Linked DNA regions of Zea mays: all the other regions are linked to region 3. Evidence: chromatin contacts called from public Hi-C data. All regions are on one chromosome and are shown on one strand. The core of a region is the stretch at or near the end of the contact, and the rest is flanking DNA. Distances in the headings are between cores, read along the strand shown.

Region 1 (4,357 bases), core at 1,616-4,115, 640 kb before region 3:
TTATTATTATTATTATTATTATTATTATTATTATATATGAACTAATTAAAATAATTTAATGTATCTCATTAAAATTTACGCGATAAAAAAGAAGTAAGATCATTATTTCAGATATATTATAGATCATCTTGAAAATGTTTTGAATCTTAAAAAATAATAAGATGATCTATAATATATTTGAGATAATAATCTTAAAAACTAACTAGCTATATACCCGTGCGTTGCAACGGGGACACTTATATACACATAGGTCATTGTTTAGTGATGCTATTAAGAATCAACTCAACAATCATAACAAATGTCGAAATCTGCCATTTTGAACGACCAAAATTTGGTTCAATGTAACTATTAATCGAGGTAAACCCTAAGTTGAATACATGATATGATGATATACCATGACCTCCGTAGAACAATTTTGCATTGTAGGGTCAAAATTATAAAAAGGAGATCCTAAGGCTATCGAAAGAAGATGATGAGTTGTGACTATCAAAATTATTTTAGCTCACAAATATAGCCCTCTTATCTTTTATGTTGTGGGGAAATGTGTTTTTGGCATGATTTCTACATTAGTTACATAAAGACATGTAGCCATCAAAACAAAGCAATCATGATGAGAGCCGGCACACGCAATGGGCACATCGACACCATGAAGGCACAAACGATAAAAAAAGAAACAAATTAGAAAAAGGCACAGACATGAGAACACGGTGGTGCTGGTGGGTGTGGCCGGTTGGGTGGTGCTGGGCAGCTGCTGCCGTGCGCGCAGCGCTGGCTGATGGCGGCCTTCTCGGCGGCTGCGGCGGCCTCGTCGCGGCGCTGCACCTTGACACAGTGCAGGCGCTTCCGGTTGCCGCCGCGCGAGGAGCCCCGCATGTGGTAGTGGTTCCTTGCCTCCTTCATTTCGCGACGAGCTGAAATTACATGTAGAGGAACTGAGGAAAGGATAAAATGCTGGCAAAGTTTAGCTCATAACATATTAGGCCATCCAAAAAAATTCTCAAGATCGGAGGAGACATTATATGCTTTAATTCTCTGCATAGATTGATGCAAAGCCACGCTAAGGAGGAGAAACTGAAAGGTAGAAGATCGATTGCAAGGGGGCAAGCCATCGCCGAATTTCAGTTTGGTTTTACCCCCGAAAAGTTTTTTGTAAACGGATAGTGAGGCAACCATGTAATTTGTATTAGAGAGCAGGTGACAATATTTAGAGAAATAAATACATAATATGTTGGACATAGCTAGTTAAATGGTTAGGATGACATTTCACTATTAAAACCAACAACCAGTGCCATCTTTTGCGTAGATCAAACAACCACGTCAGTTTGTTTAAGCAAACTGTTAACTACTATGAATCTACCTATGAGGTTCCCAACTATATAGTTTTGTGAATCGGGGACATGCTCGGTTGGACGAACCATCGTGCTAACGTTGATGCCGGAGGAATTCACCAGAGCTTAGCTGACAGAAGAGATAAAGTACAATCCCAGTCAAGCATGCGAGTCAACTCATCAGAGAATATTTTGCTGCCAGTGAGGCCATCTTGAGAAGCGACTGGCACACTGAGGCTACTGGCACCTCCGGTACGACGCTGCTAGTAAAACTTATTTCACCCTCCTATAGGAAAGGGAAGAGACAATATTCTTTCGTATAAGCAGACATAGAGCCAACATTCTTTCGCATAAAGTTCTGAACCGATGGCTATGAACTATTCTAAAAATTGACTTGCTAATTTGCATATGGATATATATTTCATTATGACGTGAAAACAATTTGCAAGTATGTATGATATGTTGTTTTACTAAACGACTTGACCAATCTATATTTTTGGTACAAAACGAATAAAAATTAGTTATCATAGTTATAATTGATATTAAACGCAAAGAAAATCATACAGCGCATCGAGGTAGCAAACTCACGTAAAAAGTATCATGGTTGGCCGGAACACGACCCGGTTTTAATTTTCCCCTATTTTTTTATAAAACTCTATATTATACTTGATTATAAATTATAAAACGAAAAATGTGTGTGTCATGTTGGCTAGACAGATGTGAGTTTAAAGCAAACAACCATGATTCAAATGACATTCACATTTACATACTTGCACGACTGTGCACATGCAAGCTTTGCATGGAGCGAAGGCGTTTGCATGCATGGTTGCATGCACCAATTTAGTTGCATACTTGCATGCGTGATTCGTGTGTGGGTTTAGTGGTTGCATGCAGACTGGGACCGGCTGCATGTGTGGCCACGCACGGGGACGCCGCAGACGCCAGCAGAGGATTGCATGCAGACTGAGGCCGGTTGCATGCGTGGCCACGCACGGGAACGCAGAGGATTGCATGCATGCATGTAGAGGATGGAGCGGGGGCACGGATGTGGTCTACATTAAGCTCTTAATAGTTAGTAGAGATAAGAACTTAGCCAGAGGAGAGACGAGTGGTGTGGACTGTGGGGGATGTAGCGGAGCGAGGAGGGAGGGAGAGCAAAGAGTGCAGGAATCGCACATACCGGAGCGGAGGCGGTGTAGACCACCGTGGACGCGTGCTCTCAGCCCACGGTAAAAAATAACGGAATGAGTATATAGAAAAATAGAATATATTTTGAATTCTATTTCTACGAAGTTAGTATACCAATAGAATATAATTGGATTTTTGCCACTCACAACGTTGTCTTCTTGTTATAATTACCACTGTGTCTATGAATTGTGGGTCCAGCTGTGTCTATGAAATGTGGATCTGATGGCAATTTTACAAACCTGTTTGTTGCTGATGACAAATATCAGAATCTCTCAAAATGCGAAGCGCCTTGTAGAAGAAAATCCAAATTTCTGCACCACCGCGGCGGAACCAACCGTGGCAGGGGACGGCCAAGGGCGGTCGCTGCCTTGCCTGGCGTTGACAGTTTGATGCGACCGCGGGAGCGTCCGCCCGACCGCCACCGCGTCCGCCTCAGCTCCCCTCGCTTCCCTCTAATTTCCAGCCCAGTAGTAGGGAGACTAGAATCGTCGGCGCGACGCCTTGGCAGATTCGTCCGCCCCGATCCCACCACCACCGTGCCCCGCGGGTGACGTCGGACCGGCGGCGATGGCAACGTCGGCGGCGGCGGGATCGCGCAGGAAGGCGCCGAGCCCTCCGAAGCACCGCCACGACGGTACCTCGCCGCTGCCTCTCGGCATGGACTGGAGCCCTCCCCCGAAGAGATGGGTAAGCGCCCGCCGCCCGCGACCCCCCTCTCGCATCTCTACTACCCAACCCCGTCGAGGTGCACCGTCCGGCTCGTCTTGATCCATGCACCGCTATGATCTCGGAGGCAGATGCGTGCCCCGCCAGCTACGTTGCTACCTGCTGGGGAGACCGGCGATCCCACCTCAAGGGCTAGATTTGATGCTGGTTCAGTCCGTTCTGGGGACGTAGATGTGTTTTAGTGTATTGGGGGTTGTCGATCGTGGGCAGGCGTTTTCGACCTGGATTTTGCTGCAGCTGAGTAGCGCGTGCTAGTATTGGGTCCAGGTATCAAATGTGTGCGTTAGGATCTGCAGTAAAATTCGCCAAAGTAGAGCGACCCGTTGTGCATGGTTGCTGATTCAGTAACTTAGAGCTTTCCTTCGATTAGGGTGTTAGATTTCTCCTGTTTAACTGGCAAACAGTAGAATAGGGACTTGACACGTTAGTTTACACAGTGGGATTGGATGAGTCGATTCCATTTTTCTTGTTCACTTTACTAGGATTTTGTATTATGTTTCTCTTGCAAGGAGTTGATTATGAGTTTCATGGTGTACTTCTGCTGAGTGGTCTTGAAAAAAATCAGATGTACCCAGCTTCAAAATATTGATTGCCTTGTTAATAAGTAGGTGTCTTGTGTCTTCTCTTCTGTGGAGTCTTGAGTGTAGCTTTGCTTACCTGGAATATAGGTGCCAGTTGTAATTTAGCTGCTTGATGTTTTGATCCTTTTCGTGTTATCATTTTAATTTCTTCCAATGCTGTCCCAATGGTCACTACTTCTGCCTGAAATAATTCTGCATGCCTATTGGGCAAAATTCACTGATGCATGCATATGTGGCAGAATTTCCATGAAAAGCTGCCCGTGTTCTAACAAGAAACATTTCATCTACTCACTGTAGTATTTGTTTCCACACAACTCTGAAACTATCCATTGGTCAATACATCTCACAGGCTCATTGCTTATTGACTGCATACAGGAGGGAAGGAACACCATATGGCCACACAACCCTCAAACAGGTTGGAGTTACTGTGTGATGATGCCTTCTTGGATCACCCAAACACCTGAAACTGGTGTCACAGCCGATAGCTTTTTGAAATCTGTCGTTGTAAGTGTTATTTTTATGCTTTTTTTATTT
Region 2 (4,240 bases), core at 922-3,421, 800 kb after region 3:
AATACGTATGTACAAAAAATAAAATTAAAAAATGTCTTTAATATGGGTATTTGAGTATAGAGGACATGATTTAAAGGACGTTGTTGGAGAGAAATGAGATATAGAGGATGAAATCTTTTAGAGGAGACTATAAAGGACAGATATAGAGGATGAATATAGAGGACATTGTTGGAGACAGCCTTAGGCCTTAGGTGCTGTTTGGTTTGGCTTCGAGAATGGTAACGGCAATGGAATGAATTGTGGGTGGCATATGCTTCCGTGCAATGATTACCTCCATTTGTTTGATTGCCGGAACAATTTACCGATCACGAAACAATTTACCGGAACCAAACATAATCTTACTGCCGACATCGCTTACTCCCTGCCTGAAGACATCCCAGGAAGCAGCCGCTCGTATATTTTACCTGCTATTCTGTGGCGGACGATATGGGATTGTAGGAATAGATACATCCATGATGGTGCAACTTCCACAGCCCCCGGAATAATTTCTAAGGTTGTACATGATCTGAAAATTTGGCGCCACCGTTTGTCAGAGGGCTCCCCCCCCTATATAAAAAAACAAAGAATTTGATCCATCAAAGAAGGCTAATATCTAATTCGTATTCGAGTCCAGGTATTCTGTATCCGATCCGTATCTGATTTATATATATGTCTGTATATTTAAAGTTGGATATTTAAGATATCAATATCCATTCAAATCTTGCGACACAACTCAATATACGGTCCAAATCCAAGAGAAAATATAAAAACAAATATAGTACAACAATATTTGTTTGAATGCGATCCGATTAAACCTCTGCCTGTATCAGAGATAAATCGAATCCCGTTGGAGGTGTACAAGAGAAGAGGCTACAAACGTTGGTTCACGTTGGATAGTTAAAAGATGACAATGATCAATAGCATGATCGATAGTTAATAGGACGTGATGTGACAGGAGATATAAACTCTTCGTATGGAAACACTGTCTTCAGTGGAGTGTGAAAAATAGGTAACACGGAACTGTAGATGATGATATTATTTAACACTATTTATAGAGAGAAGTTTAAAATATGAGATCGGATAAGAGATATGATAGCTTTAGGTGATCCATAAGCTAAATACGCTCTCTTTGTGGTTCAGATTTTAAATGCTAACAGCGCAGTTGTTTTGAAACGGAGGAGGTATATATATTTATACTATTTTCATGTTACGTGATTATACGTTTAAGAAAAAAAACCATTGCTGGTCAGATATCAATAGTCAAGTTCAATGGAGACAATATAGAATTATAGAAACATACTGTTTTCCTAATCACGTACCTGTATAGGTAAAGTCATTTGTAGAAAACTTCTAATACCTAGAATCCTAGCTTGGGGAAACTATTTCTTATTTCCGTTCTGAAAAGCATATTATAAACAACAGATTCTGTGAAGTTCTGATATATAGTTTGATAGCCAAGGTCGTCGCATTTTTTTCATTCTGAAATTTCTTCTTTCACTGCTAAAAGCTTCACATGATTCAGTGTGTTCTTTTCCTCTCCAAATTATGAACTTTTTGGACCTAAATTTGTATAGCCCCGTTTAGACGTAGATATTGGAACACAAAATTGAAAATTAGAATCAGTTTTTTTAATTCTATTATTTGGTTGCACATAGAATTGAGATTCGAAATCAGAGACCAATTCTCTGGATTTGGACTAGAAACTCTCTCTCGATACAAAGCATCACCCCTTAAAATTGAGTGGAATTAGACCATTCTAAATTTCAATTCAGTGACATCTAAACAATAGAATTGAAATTACATTTTATTTCAATACTATGACTGATTCGGTATAGAACTCAATTCAATTTTATGTCCTTCAATATTGACATCTAAACGGAGAGGTACTGTTATGGGCTTATGGCTAGTTTAAAAACTTAAATCCTCTTATAGATTCTCAGGGTTTGAGTAAAAAATGAGCTAATTTTTTACTTAATCTAAGAATCCTTCCCAAGAATCCTGAAAAAAATTTAAATTTTCAAACAAGTCCTTACAATATATATATATATATATATATATATATATATATATATATATATATATATATATATGGAAAATGTCCTTAATCGTCGAATCTTTTTGTAACCCGCACTACCCAAGCAAAGAATGAGTGGAAAACCCGCGTGACCGGTAACCGCCCGAACGCCACACAACACAAATCACAAAATGCGGTCGCTCCACCTCTCCCCGGCGCCACCAAGGCCGCCCCTCCCGACGCTGAGGCGGCGGCCGGCGCCGAAGCCCCACTTCTCCGCTCCCAGTCGTGGGGCTGCTGTCGGTGGTACCTCATTCTATTCCGCCGGCCGAATCTCTTTGCCGCGCCACCTCGCCGCCGCGGCTCCAGAGGCTGGGGCGGCGGCATCCGGTCCTCCTGACCCCAGCCCTCTCTCCGCGGAGGCCGAGGCCGAACGCGCCAAGCTGGCTCAGGTAAGGACAGCCATAGAGTGTTAGTCAAGCGTCCTGGAGTCTGGAGATTGAGATTCTTGCAACCACGTGCTCGTTGTTTCTGCCAATTGGGCGACGAGGTTCTCCAGTATTTTGACTATTTGAGTGAGCTAGTAGAGCACATCAGCGAATGCGCAAGGAAAGAAAATGTAAGCAATGCCGTGGTAGTTTCTTATTCTGCTACTCCTTTGGAGGAAGACAGAAGCAACCAAATGCCTTCTGTGGTCTGGTGTGATTGAATGAAGTGGCACACCTTAGCTGCTTAGCATTCGATCAGTATTAACCATATTTGTCATCCTTGATACATTGCCTTAGTCCATTTATCAGAAGAGGTGTGATATCGTTTAGTTTTACCATATTCAGAAACCACATTTATTAGTTCTACCAAAATCTCATGTAAACTGTGATATCTTTTGTTCATGATTTCTGAAGTTGTGTTACTGACTTACTGTAACATTTGCCAATATCCATGTGTTAGCTAGAGGTGCTACCTTGTGTTACTTGACTCTTATCCTATAGTAACTTGGTTAAATTGTCAAGCTTCAAGAGAGTTGTTTCCTAAATAAACTTCGACATGGTGACCTTCAACTTCAAGAGAGTTGTGTTTCCTAGATAAACTTCAACACGGTTACCTTTCTAAATTTTTAGGCACCCCAGCTATTTTTCTCCATCACCTAGGTACTGGGATCTACCAACAGTCCAACACTCGTGTTAGCTAGGAGGTACCGTCTTCTGTCACTCGACTGTTAGCATAGAGCGACTTGGTTAAATTGTCAAACTTTAACAGAGTAGTTTCCTAAGTAAACTTTAACATGGTGGTCTTTCTAGATTGTCATGCACGTAAGCTATTTTCCTCCATCATATAGTTACTGGGGACTTCCAGAACTCCTGCTCCCAGCATGCATGCTACGATTCCAACACTCGTGTCCCCCCCAACGTACATTTACTAAGCACGCTATGATTCTCAAGTATATAGCCAATCAGTGATTACCTTTCTTTTGCAGGTTAGCAAAAAGCTAGAGAAAACAGCACGGCATTTCAAGAATGTGGGCACCCTGGGGTTCTGGTCCCAGTTGGTGTGTACGGTCGTTTCGGCCGGGATCCTGTCGTTCTCTGCGGTCGCTACAGGGAATGTAACAGCTCCCTTCACATTCAGTGCGACTGCGGTTGGCATCGTCGTGGCCTTCATCTGCGTCTTCCGGTCATTTGGTTACATCCGCCTTTCTGAAAGGCTTAAGAGAACAGCAAACGATCCTTCTAAGGTACTTCTATCGCTTAGAATAGTTGTAGGGCTGCAGCATCATTTTCTTTTTTTTTCTCTATGGAACAAAATGGTTCTGTTGTGTAGCCTATGGTATTAGCACCATCTTCCACCTGTTTACAGCCGCTTCGTGTGAAAACTTCTACACAATTCTGTTATCTTACTTCTGTGTGGTGCTCTTGCTAAAATGCTCTGGACACGCTTCCGAGACAAAAAAAAAAAAGAACTAAAATCGTTTTCTCCTCTTTCAGGCTCCTCCACGTGCCGATGTGGTCAATAATCTGAGAAACAGTATCGTGCTTAACGTTGTTGGAATGGCTGCTGCAGTTCTGGGCCTGCAGGCAACTGTAGGTGCTTTGGTAGGCAAGGCACTGACTACCTCATTAGTGCCCTACTACCAGGGGATACCACCTGGACAGAGTCCCGTTCTTGCTTTAGATATCTTCCTTGTTCAGGTATGCCGCTGTTTTTGCCATGTGTGTTTAATTTACTGTAAAGAATAGCTTGTGTGGGTGT
Region 3 (3,728 bases), core at 1,012-3,511:
CACGCACCGGTAGGTTCACGTCCCTCTGCCGCAGGGTGCGAGTGGCGTGCGCGGACAGCATGGACGCCACGGCCACGGCGATGGCGATCAGGAGGACAACACTGAAGGTGGTTCGCTTGGGCGCCATTGTTTCTCCAAAACAGTTTTGAGGGTAGAAATTGTGTTGGTGCTTCAGTCATGGGTGGTCTAGCTTTATATGAGAAAGTGTAGTTAATTCCAGCTACATATCTGTAACGGAGCTATAGTCATTAATGGTGTTTATTTCTAGCGGCATGAGTTATAATTCAACCTTCTGTGTCTCATAAATTAAATCCATTAGTTGATGAAGTTACGTGCATGTAACTTATTTTTCTTCATTACATATGTTTATTATTATTACTTTTTGGGAAATTTGGATCCATACCATTAAAAGATCACCACTTTGAATCCATACCATTACTATCTCACTTACATGTGGGTCCACATGAGTCAATGACATGTGGGGTCCATGGTATATATCTAAAGTTTGGATCTTTTAATGGTATAGATCCAATTGTTCCTACTTTTTTTGTTCATAAGAGTAACGACGCCAACTAGCACTCAGTAGGGATCTACGGAGGAAACAACTCGTTGACTCAATCCGTCCAGCTAGTCCTGCAAGTTAGGCCGGGCCGGGCCATCGTGCTTTAGGCTTAAATACTTTGGGTCGTGCTAGCATAAATTTCTTTCGAGCCGGGCCAAAACGTGCTGACCTCCTAAAACGTAGGCTCAACACGGCTCTAAAGCACGACGGGCTTACATTGGGCTGTGCTGGCCCAGACCCGGCCCGCAATTAATCATCATATGACTAGGTCAGATACAGAAACAAGTCCAAACCTCTCAGGCAACATAAACAACAGTCCAATTAAAAACAGTTAAAATACATAAACAAGTCATTTATTTAAATAAACAGTTACAATAAATTAGACAACACAAACAAATTTTAGAGGGAAAATGTTTTTTATTCCTCGATCTGCCTCGTTAAAAACCTTACAACCCAGTGTGGGGCTCCCTCTGTAAGGAAAAGAGTACAGATCGGAAAAAATTTTAATGTCCAGTCCATATTACAATAACAGTCCACATGAACTAGATAAAAGTAACACTAATCATGGCTGAAATCAGCAAAAGCTTGTTCAACCTCAGGATCTTCAAGTTGATGTTGCTTTCTATCATATGCTCTTTTCCAATCCTTAAGGCAGGTAATGGCCTCCACTGTCTCAGGTGAAAGAGAGGACCTCCTTTCTTCAATAATTCTACCCACTGTGCTAAATGTTGCTTCAGAGGAAACCGTCGAAACAGGAACAAGAAGAATATCTCTAGCAAAATGAGATAATACTGGAAAACTATACTTGTGTTCCCTCCACCATCAAGTAATTTTACCTTATCACCCTTCAAGGTGCGATCAGTCGCTGCAAAGTTAGTAGATAGATAATGATTCAATTCAGCATTAGGATTCCACCTTTGATTTGTTGTAGAGTTAGCAGATTCTTTCCCCTTAGATCTCTTCCATAAGTGAGCTGTCAAAGAACTATCTGAATGTTCTATGTCATGTTCAGTCGTTGTTCCTGCAACATCACTTTCACCATATTTGTTATAATAAAAGCCAAAAACACGAAATAATTCATCTTTCACATGATTGAAAGCATATGAATAGTCCATATCTAGCAAGTCGCCAATTCCTTCTAAAGCAGTTTGTAACCCATCAAGTTTTTTTCTAGGATCCAAAATAGTTGCAAAGCAATCTAATCTTGCATTTGACAAAGTTGGAAAATCTATGTTACCATGCTCTGGTCAAGCGTGCTCTATTTGTCTATTTATTCTAAAAATATATCAAATATTTATATATAGTGATTGGGTTGAGATGAGTTTGGCGTTAGCACTTTGTCTGCTCATTGTATAAGGGCTATTTTGTTAAGTCGTGGCGGTGAAAGAAAAACTATAACTATAAGCTATAAAAAGTTGTTGTAGGTGTAAGTTATGAGAATGCTAAAACTTGTTTGATTCAAACAAGTGTAAATCTTTGTCTTTATCTCTATTAAAACAAATGTGGAATATTTCTTTGTTTCACTCATTTAAAAAATTAGAAAGCTAAAAACATGTACTTAAAAAGGGACTTCTTTTTTTATAGCTAAAAAGGGACTTCTAAAAGAGTAACTTCTGAAAACAGCTTCTGGTCGTCGAGCTTCTAGCATTTAGAAGGACAAATAGCCCTAAAGGGCCAACTAAACAGGACCTAAATGGATTTGGCCCAAAACTAACTTGCAAAATTGGCCGTATCAGGCCCTACGCGTCTACCGCAAGTAGGGCCAAGGACGACAAAGAAGAAACGAATCCGAAACCTCTCCAAGAATCCATCGCAGCCGCCATCATGTCCGCCGCCGGTGGCCGAACCCTTGGCCGGAGCAGCTTCTCCCGCGCCACATCTAAACTGGTGGCGTCCTCATCCGGCTCTGCTGGCGTTAAGATTGGCCCGAACGGTGCTTCTTTCGTCTCCTCGGGCATTCCCGACCTCGACAGTAAGCAGCTTCTTGCTCAAACCCTCTTTTTTTTTACTAAAAAAAGCTCATCATTGCGTTGATGGTATTAGTATTACTGTATTTTGTTTTCGTGTCTCGAATGATGTTGAGCGAGGAAAATATCAGTATTGCGGTATGGACGATGTTTGGGCATGTATGTTTAATCTGGCCGTTTTGACACAAACGATACAGTTGGAAATTGGAGCGTTACAGTGGCTTGTATTTGCTGACGATTTTATTTGCTTAATAATCTATTATGCGCTATCATTTTCCTTGCATCTAGGTTTGGCTATGTTCATCTTGTGATACAGATGCTAAGATAATTATTCCATTATCTAAAAAGGTCTGGGATGTGTGGAAGTGGTGCACAAGCATGAAGCAATTAGCCTGGTTGGAGTATGCTTAGAATTAGATATGCGTGCAAATTAGTTCATGTGACGAAGAGCACATAAAAACCAAACCTTGTGTTTTTATTGAAAAAATGCTGTGAATTAGTAGTCAGTGAATCATTGTTGTTTGGTGCTCTCTGGCAGGGATTTTGGGTGGTGGATTCCTTCTTGGCTCAGTTGACAATGCTGAGAGTCCCCCATTTTGTTGATGTTGAATGATCACGTGTGGTCGTGTGCTCGACATTTATTTGAACGCTAGCTTACATGGTTGACGCAGCATATAACAAATACAGCACCAGTTCATATATGCTGGACACACCCGGCCGTGTTCGTCGCTGTCAAAACTATATGATAAAAGAGTGACTGTCTATAATAATAATGGTCCCGTTATAGGTGTTTTATCATCATCGTAGTTCCACGCATCGTCAGGCCCGGGCGCCGCAGGACTAGGACCGTCCGCCTCCATCTCTTCTGCCGGGGCGTCGTCGAAGAAGGTGACGCACGTCGTCGGCGAAGAAGAAGAGGCCACACGCACCGGTAGGTTCACGTCCTCCTGCCGCAGGGTGCGAGTGGCATGCGCGGACAGCATGGACGCCACGGCCACGGCGATGGCGATCAGGAGGACAACACTGAAGGTGGTTCGCTTGGGCGCCATTGTTTCTCCAAAACAGTTTTGAGCATAGGAATTGTGTTGGGGCTTCAGTCATGGGCGGTCTAGCTTTATATGAGAAAGTGTAGTTAATTCCAGCTCCGTATCTGTAACGGACGGAGCTATAGTTATTAATGGTGTTTATTTCTAGCGGCA

Evidence for each region. Hi-C and Micro-C count contacts between places; a contact is called where the count stands out from the background.
Region 1: a Hi-C map of tassel shows a contact between it and region 3, with 3 times the contacts expected there. The contact joins the promoter of LOC100383433 here to the promoter of LOC100192820 in region 3. A contact is called at or near these places in 3 of 25 Hi-C or Micro-C datasets (ear, leaf and tassel).
Region 2: a Hi-C map of tassel shows a contact between it and region 3, with 2.6 times the contacts expected there. The contact joins the promoter of LOC100273175 here to the promoter of LOC100192820 in region 3. A contact is called at or near these places in 3 of 25 Hi-C or Micro-C datasets (ear, endosperm and tassel).

Annotation. Positions count from the first base shown.
Region 1 is chr9:100,098,711-100,103,067 of Zm-B73-REFERENCE-NAM-5.0, forward strand. LOC100383433 (Phox (PX) domain-containing protein) reads left to right here and starts at 2,866. Exons shown (of 10, transcript NM_001176083.1): 1 at 2,866-3,203; 2 at 4,199-4,327. The coding sequence starts at 3,084.
Region 2 is chr9:101,545,951-101,550,190 of Zm-B73-REFERENCE-NAM-5.0, forward strand. LOC100273175 reads left to right here and starts at 2,172. Exons shown (of 4, transcript NM_001147620.1): 1 at 2,172-2,445; 2 at 3,468-3,725; 3 at 3,976-4,179. The coding sequence starts at 2,185.
Region 3 is chr9:100,742,966-100,746,693 of Zm-B73-REFERENCE-NAM-5.0, forward strand. It overlaps LOC100192820, which reads left to right and starts at 2,262. Exons shown (of 8, transcript NM_001138011.1): 1 at 2,262-2,534. The coding sequence starts at 2,387.